Regions from separate parts of the Rattus norvegicus genome. Here region 1 is linked to region 2. Evidence: chromatin contacts called from public Hi-C data. All regions are on one chromosome and are shown on one strand. The core of a region is the stretch at or near the end of the contact, and the rest is flanking DNA. Distances in the headings are between cores, read along the strand shown.

The links. Hi-C and Micro-C count contacts between places; a contact is called where the count stands out from the background.
Region 1: a contact with region 2 is called in a Hi-C map of frontal cortex, with 3 times the contacts expected there. The contact joins the promoter of Ppp2r2b here to the enhancer-like site in region 2. A contact is called at or near these places in 2 of 12 Hi-C or Micro-C datasets (frontal cortex and prefrontal cortex) and 1 of 1 datasets of contacts at active chromatin or transcription factors (oligodendrocytes).

The regions. Positions count from the first base shown.
Region 1 is chr18:35,163,160-35,167,149 of GRCr8, reverse strand. Ppp2r2b (protein phosphatase 2, regulatory subunit B, beta) reads left to right here and starts at 2,134. Exons shown (of 9, transcript NM_001402382.1): 1 at 2,134-2,894. The coding sequence starts at 2,825.
Region 2 is chr18:34,867,040-34,871,159 of GRCr8, reverse strand. No RefSeq gene overlaps it. Among named protein-coding and RNA genes, the nearest start is that of Gpr151, 48 kb to the right of the region's middle. Within about 2 kb of position 2,584, at least 9 of the 93 cell types and tissues checked have an H3K27ac peak or open chromatin away from gene starts, as enhancers often do.

The DNA.
Region 1 (3,990 bases), core at 885-3,384, 300 kb before region 2:
ATTTGACAATAATAATAAAATACTGGAAAATAAAGAATCATGAAGAGAACAAAACTAATTGTGAAAATAAAGAATAGTGGAGGTTTATGGTATGATTTCAGTGAATAGAAGTCTCCATTCAGAACTGTGAAATCCTCTTCATGAGTAGAAATGGAACCTTTCTCATTTGCCTTCTTATTTCTTGTGTCTTATGTATTGTTGAGCAAATGAAGGCAGAATACCACAGGGAATGCCAGAGGAAGAATTTAGTAGACTTAGAGGCTGGAGAAAGGTTATGTTTCTCATGTGTTACTAGGGAACATTCCTCAAACCCAGTCTGGCCAATAAACGTGAGCCCTCTTAGTCCATTATACATCTCTATGTCAATCCATACCATGTCCTATAAAGACAAGGGATGAATTTCCCAGTATGTCCTAAACCCTGCTGCCACAGCCAAAAATCATTTCAACTGAAGGCAAGACATCTTAGCGTCACGATGCACCCAGAGATGAACTTATCTTTCCTTTCTGATCCTTCCTTACCATATGCTAATCTCCAAGAGAAGCTGAAAGGACTGTGGGACTGTACAGCCTCCGTGAGGCACCCAGCTGGACATGGAAGATGCCACTCGGACAAGCAATACTCAAGTGGACTGAACAAGCTTGTACCAAGTCTTCTCTGCTACTTGAATTTCACACATCGCCTTTGAAAAAACAATCAAACAACCATGTAGGACTTAACTGCCACATGAAAGTAAAGTGGAATCTACTAGAAGCTTGCCTTTCAACTCCTGATTGTGGGGAAACATTTCCGCCCTATCTTTCCCCCCAAGAGATGCAGTTACTTTTTGGACTTGTAAACAATACCATTTTCCACCCACCAGAAACATCTATTTTTTTCTTAGAAACCTAGTGGCAATTCCCAGCCTCAGTTAAGGACTTGCCCCCCCCCCCCAGCCCGTTTTGGAACTTCAAATACTTTCTAAATTGTGTTAGCTGAAGCATTCATTGTATGTATATAATTAACTCACGGGTCCCTCAGGGCCCATCTGGCTAAACTCGCAGAGCTTAACTGAGCAAGACATTTGCTGATGTCTCTCCCTACAGTGACACCCATAGAAATGAACAGTACTTCATGAGGAAAGTTCTTCTCCAAATTGCTCATCTAGTGGTTTGAACTGCGCCACTGAATTATTTTATGTTTCATAACAGCATCGATATCATACTCTTTCAAATGTAGTATTTGCAATTTGGGGAAATGTGGACTGGAAAGTGAACCCTGCCTTTCCTCTGAGTTGAAGTGAGAAGACGGGGTACCCCCTTTTGTGCCCTTAAATTCCATCTGGATCATAGTGGTTCACCTTGGTCCCTGCCTCCTCTCTGCATTCAAGGACTTAGCATACTGAGGGCACACAGAAGGCGTCCGAACAACTGAGCATGAAGCTCCACCCGTCTGTTCAAAACAAAACACAAAGGGCTACAGAGAGTGTGCTTCTTCAGGCTGGGTATATTGACCCATAACTCAGCCCTGTACTGTGCAGACTGTCTCTGCCTGTAGACACTGATACGTTTCTGAACACCAGCTTCTCACAGATGTTAGCCTGCTTGGAAAGGAATCGACCATGATGGCAGTATCAAAGTTCTGGCCCCTGCTCTGCTTTCTACTCCAAGCTTGAAGGGCTAAGTTTTGAATAAGCTCCTCTTCTAGCTCTCTCCAGGCTTGGAGCTCCTGACCTCACCCTTGAACTTCAACAAGGGGCAGTCTACATCATATCCGGTTAACAAAAGGAACCTAGATGCGGACTTCTACCCAAAGGAACCTACTACTAAATACTGTCCTGAATGAAGTGCAGGCAGGCGTCAGGATCAAATGAGTGAGCTAAGAGCCTCTGAGCACAAGCCAGCCCCTACCCTTGGCTGTATGGCACCAGAGGGGAGATACTGGAACAGCTCATCCACGCCTTTTTCTTTTCAGTGAACCTGCACGCTCCCACTTGCTGTCCAGGTGTCCTTGGCTGCTGCTTGCACCCCTCTGCAGCAGAGAGCAGCCGCAGCCTCTGCCTGGACTCCCACTGCTACTGGGGAAGAGTCCTGGGGCTGCTGACGCGGTTGGGAGGAGCCTCGCTTTTAATGCACCAGCCGCCTCCAGCCTCCTGCAGCAGCAGCAGCACCAGCAGCAGCTGCGAGTGCGCCCCTGTGGGTGTGAGGGTGAGAGCGCTGGCGCCGGCCACAGCGCCCTGCCTAGCTCCCCGCCAGCTTCCCTAGCCCCCGTCTGCGGGAGCCGCCCTCCCGTGGGACCAGCACCCTCATCTCAGCAAGGCAAGCCTGAATCCTGCCCCTGCCATCTCGCCCCTGCAGTGTGGGTCCGGAAAGGCACCATTTTGTCGCGGCTGCCCGCTCTCCCAGGGGGAGGAGGGTTCTTATTTTTTGCATTTTGGAGCCGCTGCCTGCCAAGGGGAACCTGTTGGGCATCTCCCCAGCCCTACTCGGGAACGTCTCCGGGGTGGGCGGGCAGGACCAGACCCCTCGTGGAGGACACAGAGCTTCCTGGTACCCAGAGGCAGAGGAGGCAGGCGCAGCATCCTCGCTGGGAATTGGAGCTGAAGTGAGCGCACCGTGCGGGAGGAGCCACCGCATCCGCGGAGAACCGAGTGGAGGAGGTGACAGCTCCATTGCCGGGTTTTTATTTTCTTCTCTCTCCGCCTCCCCGTCTCCTCCTCAGGCTTGGACCATGGTGCAGTCCCACTGGCTCCCCTGCCCCCCTCTCCTGTGAGACTGGCTGCGGGGTGGGATCATGGATACTTGTCTGCCGGCTTCTGGTTCCCACGCAAGTAAGCCTGCTGTCAATGGAGGAGGACATTGATACCCGCAAAATCAACAACAGTTTCCTGCGCGACCACAGCTATGCAACCGAAGGTAATGCCAGCTCGGCCGCATTCCGCCGCTGGGGTCGGGTGCAAGTTGCGGATAGCTGTGCTTCACCAGTGGCCCGGCGCCTAGTGGCAGAGACTCCTCCAGGCTCTAGGGCTGGAGCACTGGGCGGAGGCTCAGGCTAGGCTCTCACCCAAGCCGCCAGAGGGGTTAGGGGTAAGGCACATCCATCCAGGCTCGGGCTCTCGGTCACTGGTGCCCCACGTTCAGCAGCAGGTGGACCAGGTGCTCCCGGGAGTTAAAATGGCCTTTAGGGATGAGGCTTTTCAGGGTGCGGCTCCCAGGCAGATGATCCCAACGAAGCAGATGACACCTTCTTGTCCCAAGACGCTTACAAGAATCTTGGACTGAGATGAGAAGGGAGGGGCCCAGTGAGACCTTGGTCCACCCCTCTCTGGGTACAGTGATGTGTGGCTCTCGGTGACTGCAGTAAGAATATAGCTTCATTTCTTGCCCATTCATTTCTCTGGCTCGCTGGTTTACCTGCTCAGACAATCAAAACCCCCTAACGGCCTTTTAGCAAAAGTGGGGGAGCCCTCTCCCCTTGAAAGTACGATAGCCAGAAAATTTTAAAAGGTAGCTGGGGAATCATGATTCGCGGCGAGAGAACGAGGCTGACACGTGGGGCGAGCAACTGGGATCTGGATCCATGGGGCCTTTAAAAATCACCATTATGAATTCTGCAGCAGTACTTTCTGCTGAATCAACAGCCAGCAGAAAGCAGGAGGGTTCAGCGAGCTGAGCTTTGCCAAGAGGTGAAATTGTGTTCGCTCACTCTCTCGCTTGCTGGCTCTCTCTCCTTTCAGCCAGCTCGCTCTGACATCAGCCTAAATGCTGGGCAGGCAGTCAGGGAAAGTCAGCAGGTGGACTGCTTCCTGCCCTTTGTGTATGAACTGAGTAAAAACGTTTTAGTTTTATTTGAATGACAAAACTTTTGCATTCGAGCTTTATTTTCTACCTGTAGATGTTGATTTTCGGCAAGGAAGTGTTGTATTGACCTATGGCCATGGCCATGTGAGAAAACGCGTGGGAAAGTGCTTGGGGAAAATGCAGCAAGGCATGTTAGCCCGTGTTTCTTCTT
Region 2 (4,120 bases), core at 1,335-3,834:
CCATTATCATCATGTCAAGAAACATGGCATGCAGGCAGACGTGGTGCTGGAGAAGGAGCTGAGGGTTCTACATCTTGATCTGAAGGCAGCAAAAGGACACTGTGAGTCACAACACTAGGTGTCGTTTGATCATAGACCTCAAAGTCTGCCTCCACAGTGACACATTTCCTCCAACAAAGTCACGCCTCCTACTAATGTCACTTCTTATGGGCCAAACATTCAAACTCATGAGTCTATGGGGGCCATTCCTATTCAAATCACCACACTCCCCAACTTTCAAGTCTTTTGAAGAAAAGGTTGAAAACTTAAGTGCTAAGGTAGGGGAATCAAGCCTGCTGGATTTTGGAGAAGCCCTGAGTCCCACGGCAAAGGCTGCCAGTACCGTGAACATGGGGCCACTCCAGAACAGATGCAGGAGAGTACCTGAGTTGCTGACCTGTGCTCTCTTGCCCACTCTAGCTGCTGTGAGTGAGATCCAAGCACATCTTGCCAACATTCATGGCTGATTTCTACCAGATGTACTTTTATGTGGCTTTACTTATTTGACCAAGTAGTAGTTTGTAAATTAAATGAAGAGAAGCTATCTTTACCTCCACTCAGGAGGATCACCTACTAGTGTGCACTGAAGTCCCTTCATATGGGAAATGGCATCCTAGAGCTTCTGTAGTCCCCACACACTCACCAGAGTGACAGAAGCTACAGATGACCCCTGTGTTTGTCCAAAATCACTCAACGTCTGGGTCTCTAGCTTGATCTTTCTTCCCTGTAGCCATCTTCTTTCCATTTTAAGTCTCTGTACACCCGATTTCTAAATAAAATTATTCTTTTCTAAATTCTAGTTATTAAAAGTTTTGGAATCATGTCATACCTTTTAAAGGAGAAACTACCAGGTACATTTTCCCCCTTGGATAAACAGGTTTTGTATGAAGACACCAAACTAAAGTAGTAGACAGGTGTGTATGTACTTCTGTAGTTCAAGTTAAAAACATGAACTCAGCCAGGTCAAGCAGCAGTTGGAGTAGACCTGCCTGTCACCATGCCACCCAGTGTCAGTGGAGTAAGACACCAAGAGACCAGCACACCACCTTGCTACCCAGTGAAGGAGGGTGGAGAACATCAGCCACGTGGCCAACCTGTAGCAGGAGCCACTACCGTGTGCAAATATGTGGTGGTCAGATGGGAGAGAAAGAGAAATGGAACAGTCTGAAGTTCATGAAGAGAGATGGAACTAGAGACGGGAGGGTGAAGAGGAACAGCCTGTTGTGAGTAGTCAGCCCTGTCACCTGAGGCCATGGTGAAGCCCCAGCCCATGCTGCCTCTGAGAGCCATGTCTGGGTCCATGGCCATGCATCAGCAGAGGTCTATGTCAGTGTCCAAGACTTAATACCACTAAAGAGCATGTGGAAGTCCCTGGGCTGAGTGGACTGCTGCCTGGGACCATGTAGATGTCCAAGGACTGGCTGTGCAGAGCTGGTCCCACCTCTCACAGCTCCTACACTCGGAAGAGTGAACCCAGCACTTCAACTGGGCAGCACAGTGAAGCTGGCTCTGGTGGCATAGGTGTAGGTAAGCTGGCCCAGAAGGCATGAGAGCTGAGAGCTGACCTTGACCCTTGATGGCTCTAGCACTGGGTAAGCTAGCAGGGGCAGTGCTGGAGGGCTTGCCCTGGTGATTCAAATGCAGGAGAGTTTATGGGCTGAACAACTCAACTACCACCCAGGCCTATACCTGGGGTTTTGAGTTGACCCACCCAAAAACCTACGTCATCTATGAGCTGCTGCAGCATGGGATAGGGCTGGTCCTGCAGACCCAAAGCTGAGGCATCTCCATGACGCAGGGCAACAACATGATAAGCAAAAGGAGTCATGGTGAGGATCCAGTATTGCTAATGCAGCAGAAACCAAAGACCTTGAACCAGACCCACGACTCATTGCAATGAACATTTGCAAGTGCAGATGTGTGGACGAAAGAGTATGCTGCAAGACACACCGTGACTCACTCCAGCTTCCACAAGCAGACGTTTCCTTTTGTTTTGATTTGTTTTTGTTTTGCAGGAAGAGGTTGCAAGAGTGGAATATGGATATGAAGGGACAGAAGATAAATGGAATTGGGGCGCATGATATAAAATTCACAAAGAATCAATAAAAGTGTTTTTTAATAAAATATGCAGAAACTTGCAAAAGTAACCTTTGTTCACCTAATATAATTTTTGTCTCTGATGCTTACTGCCTCCGTCTGCTAACCTAGACCCAGTCCTGGAAGGTTCTAGACTCTGTACAATCCAATCTAGGCCTGGGATGTTTTCAGCCTCTGAGACCTGCTGTTGAATACGTTCACCCCTTCCTACTAGTTCTTTCTGAGCTCTGGCTGACTGGTCAACTCCGCTGTCCTGACTCAAACTCCTCTCTAAGCTACTGACTCAATCTGGCTTCTCTCAGCTTCTCCTGAAGTGCTCTGTTGGCCTCACACTAACTCTGGCAATCTGTTCTAGTCTTCTGGCTCCTTCTCATTCTCTGGCTCGTTCTGTTTTCAACCTGTCTCTGTATTGTATAACTGTCCCAGTTAAACTGCCTCCTCTGCTTTTTCCTCTCTCTGTGCTCTCTAAGTAGGCTCTTTTCTCTCCTTTGTTCTCATGAGAGTTGGGCAGATGCTGTCCTATCAAATCTTTCTCTGATTCAACAACTTGCCTGCCTCTCAAGTAGACATCACTTTCAAACATGGGTGCTTCCTTCTACCAACCTACTTTGCCTTCATTGTGCATGTCTGTATTCCAGCCAGAGGAATGAAAGGTAGGTACAAAGACTTAGCCACACAACAACTAGAAACAGGCTTTTTCCGGTAAACGACCCAATCTTGGCATTCGCAGCATGATCAAATATCCTGCAACAGAATCTCAACTACCAGTGGGTTGAGCGAGAGGTCCCCTTCCATATCCTTTGTAATTGTCATCTGGAGCTGCAACCAGCTCAATATATTGGTTATTTATTATGCCACTCTTAAAACATTCTTTACCAGATTAAATTTTCTTTTCAGGTAAATTGACAAAAGGACATTGTGAGTCAAGGATATAATACTATTGTAAGTTGAAATGTGACCACGCTCATCACTGATAACTCTAAAAGACTAGAGAGTCTTTAGGTCTGGATAACTGTAAAAATGCTTTTAAAAAATGTATCATCTTATAGAAAATTCCTGCCTCTGTTAAATTCACTTGGCACCTTTTAGCAAGCACTGAAAGTTCAATGATAAGCACAAGTTGAATATTTTTATAGTAAGATACTGTTGATAAATGCAAAGGTAAGGCATCACAAGTGAGCTCATAATGCTGTACTTGTTTTCAGTGTGTTAACAATCATAATTGTTCTGTAAACATTGCCTCTGCTTCGAGAACTGTCAGGGCTTATAAACCAAAGCTCCCAGATGTCTCTACTAAGTTCCTCTATTAACTGTGGTAACTGCTGATGCACCGTTTCCTTTTGCTGTGTATGTTTATGACCTATGAGACTGTATCTGTCATGTATCTGTTGCAGTTATTTTTATCACAGACCAAAAAAAAATAAAAAAAAAGAAAGAAAGAAAAGAAAGAAAGAAAAATAAAAAGAAAAAAAAACCTAATTGCTGAGCTTGGAGTGATCTAACACATTTCAAAAGCATTTCAAAAGTGTGACCAGATTTAATTGAGGATAAAGTTTCTGCAAGCCAAATCTGAAAAGCCACAGTGTCGGTTGTTACCAAATGGCACGCTGCCATTCCTGATTGCTACTTGGATACAATGGAAACTGCGCACTGTTGCATATGAGTAATCTTAACATCTGTGTGTCAATTTAAAAAGTTAATATACAAAGATGCATTCTACACCATGCAGAACTTTCCACTCACCTTAATAAACTCAAGTTGTAATCCAAGTTGGGATAGTAATAATACTAGATCATGGTTATTAACCAATTGAACTTTAGTTAAGATTTAATGAAGCAAGAGCTCATTCCTTCAGCCAAGCACTATTTAGTGTCTGTTACATGCCAGAAGCTGCACTAGGTTCTGGGAATGTGATTAAGAGCAGAGGCAGAAGCTGCTTGGTTGTGGTGCCTGTCTTTAATCCCAGCACTTGGGAAGCAGAGGT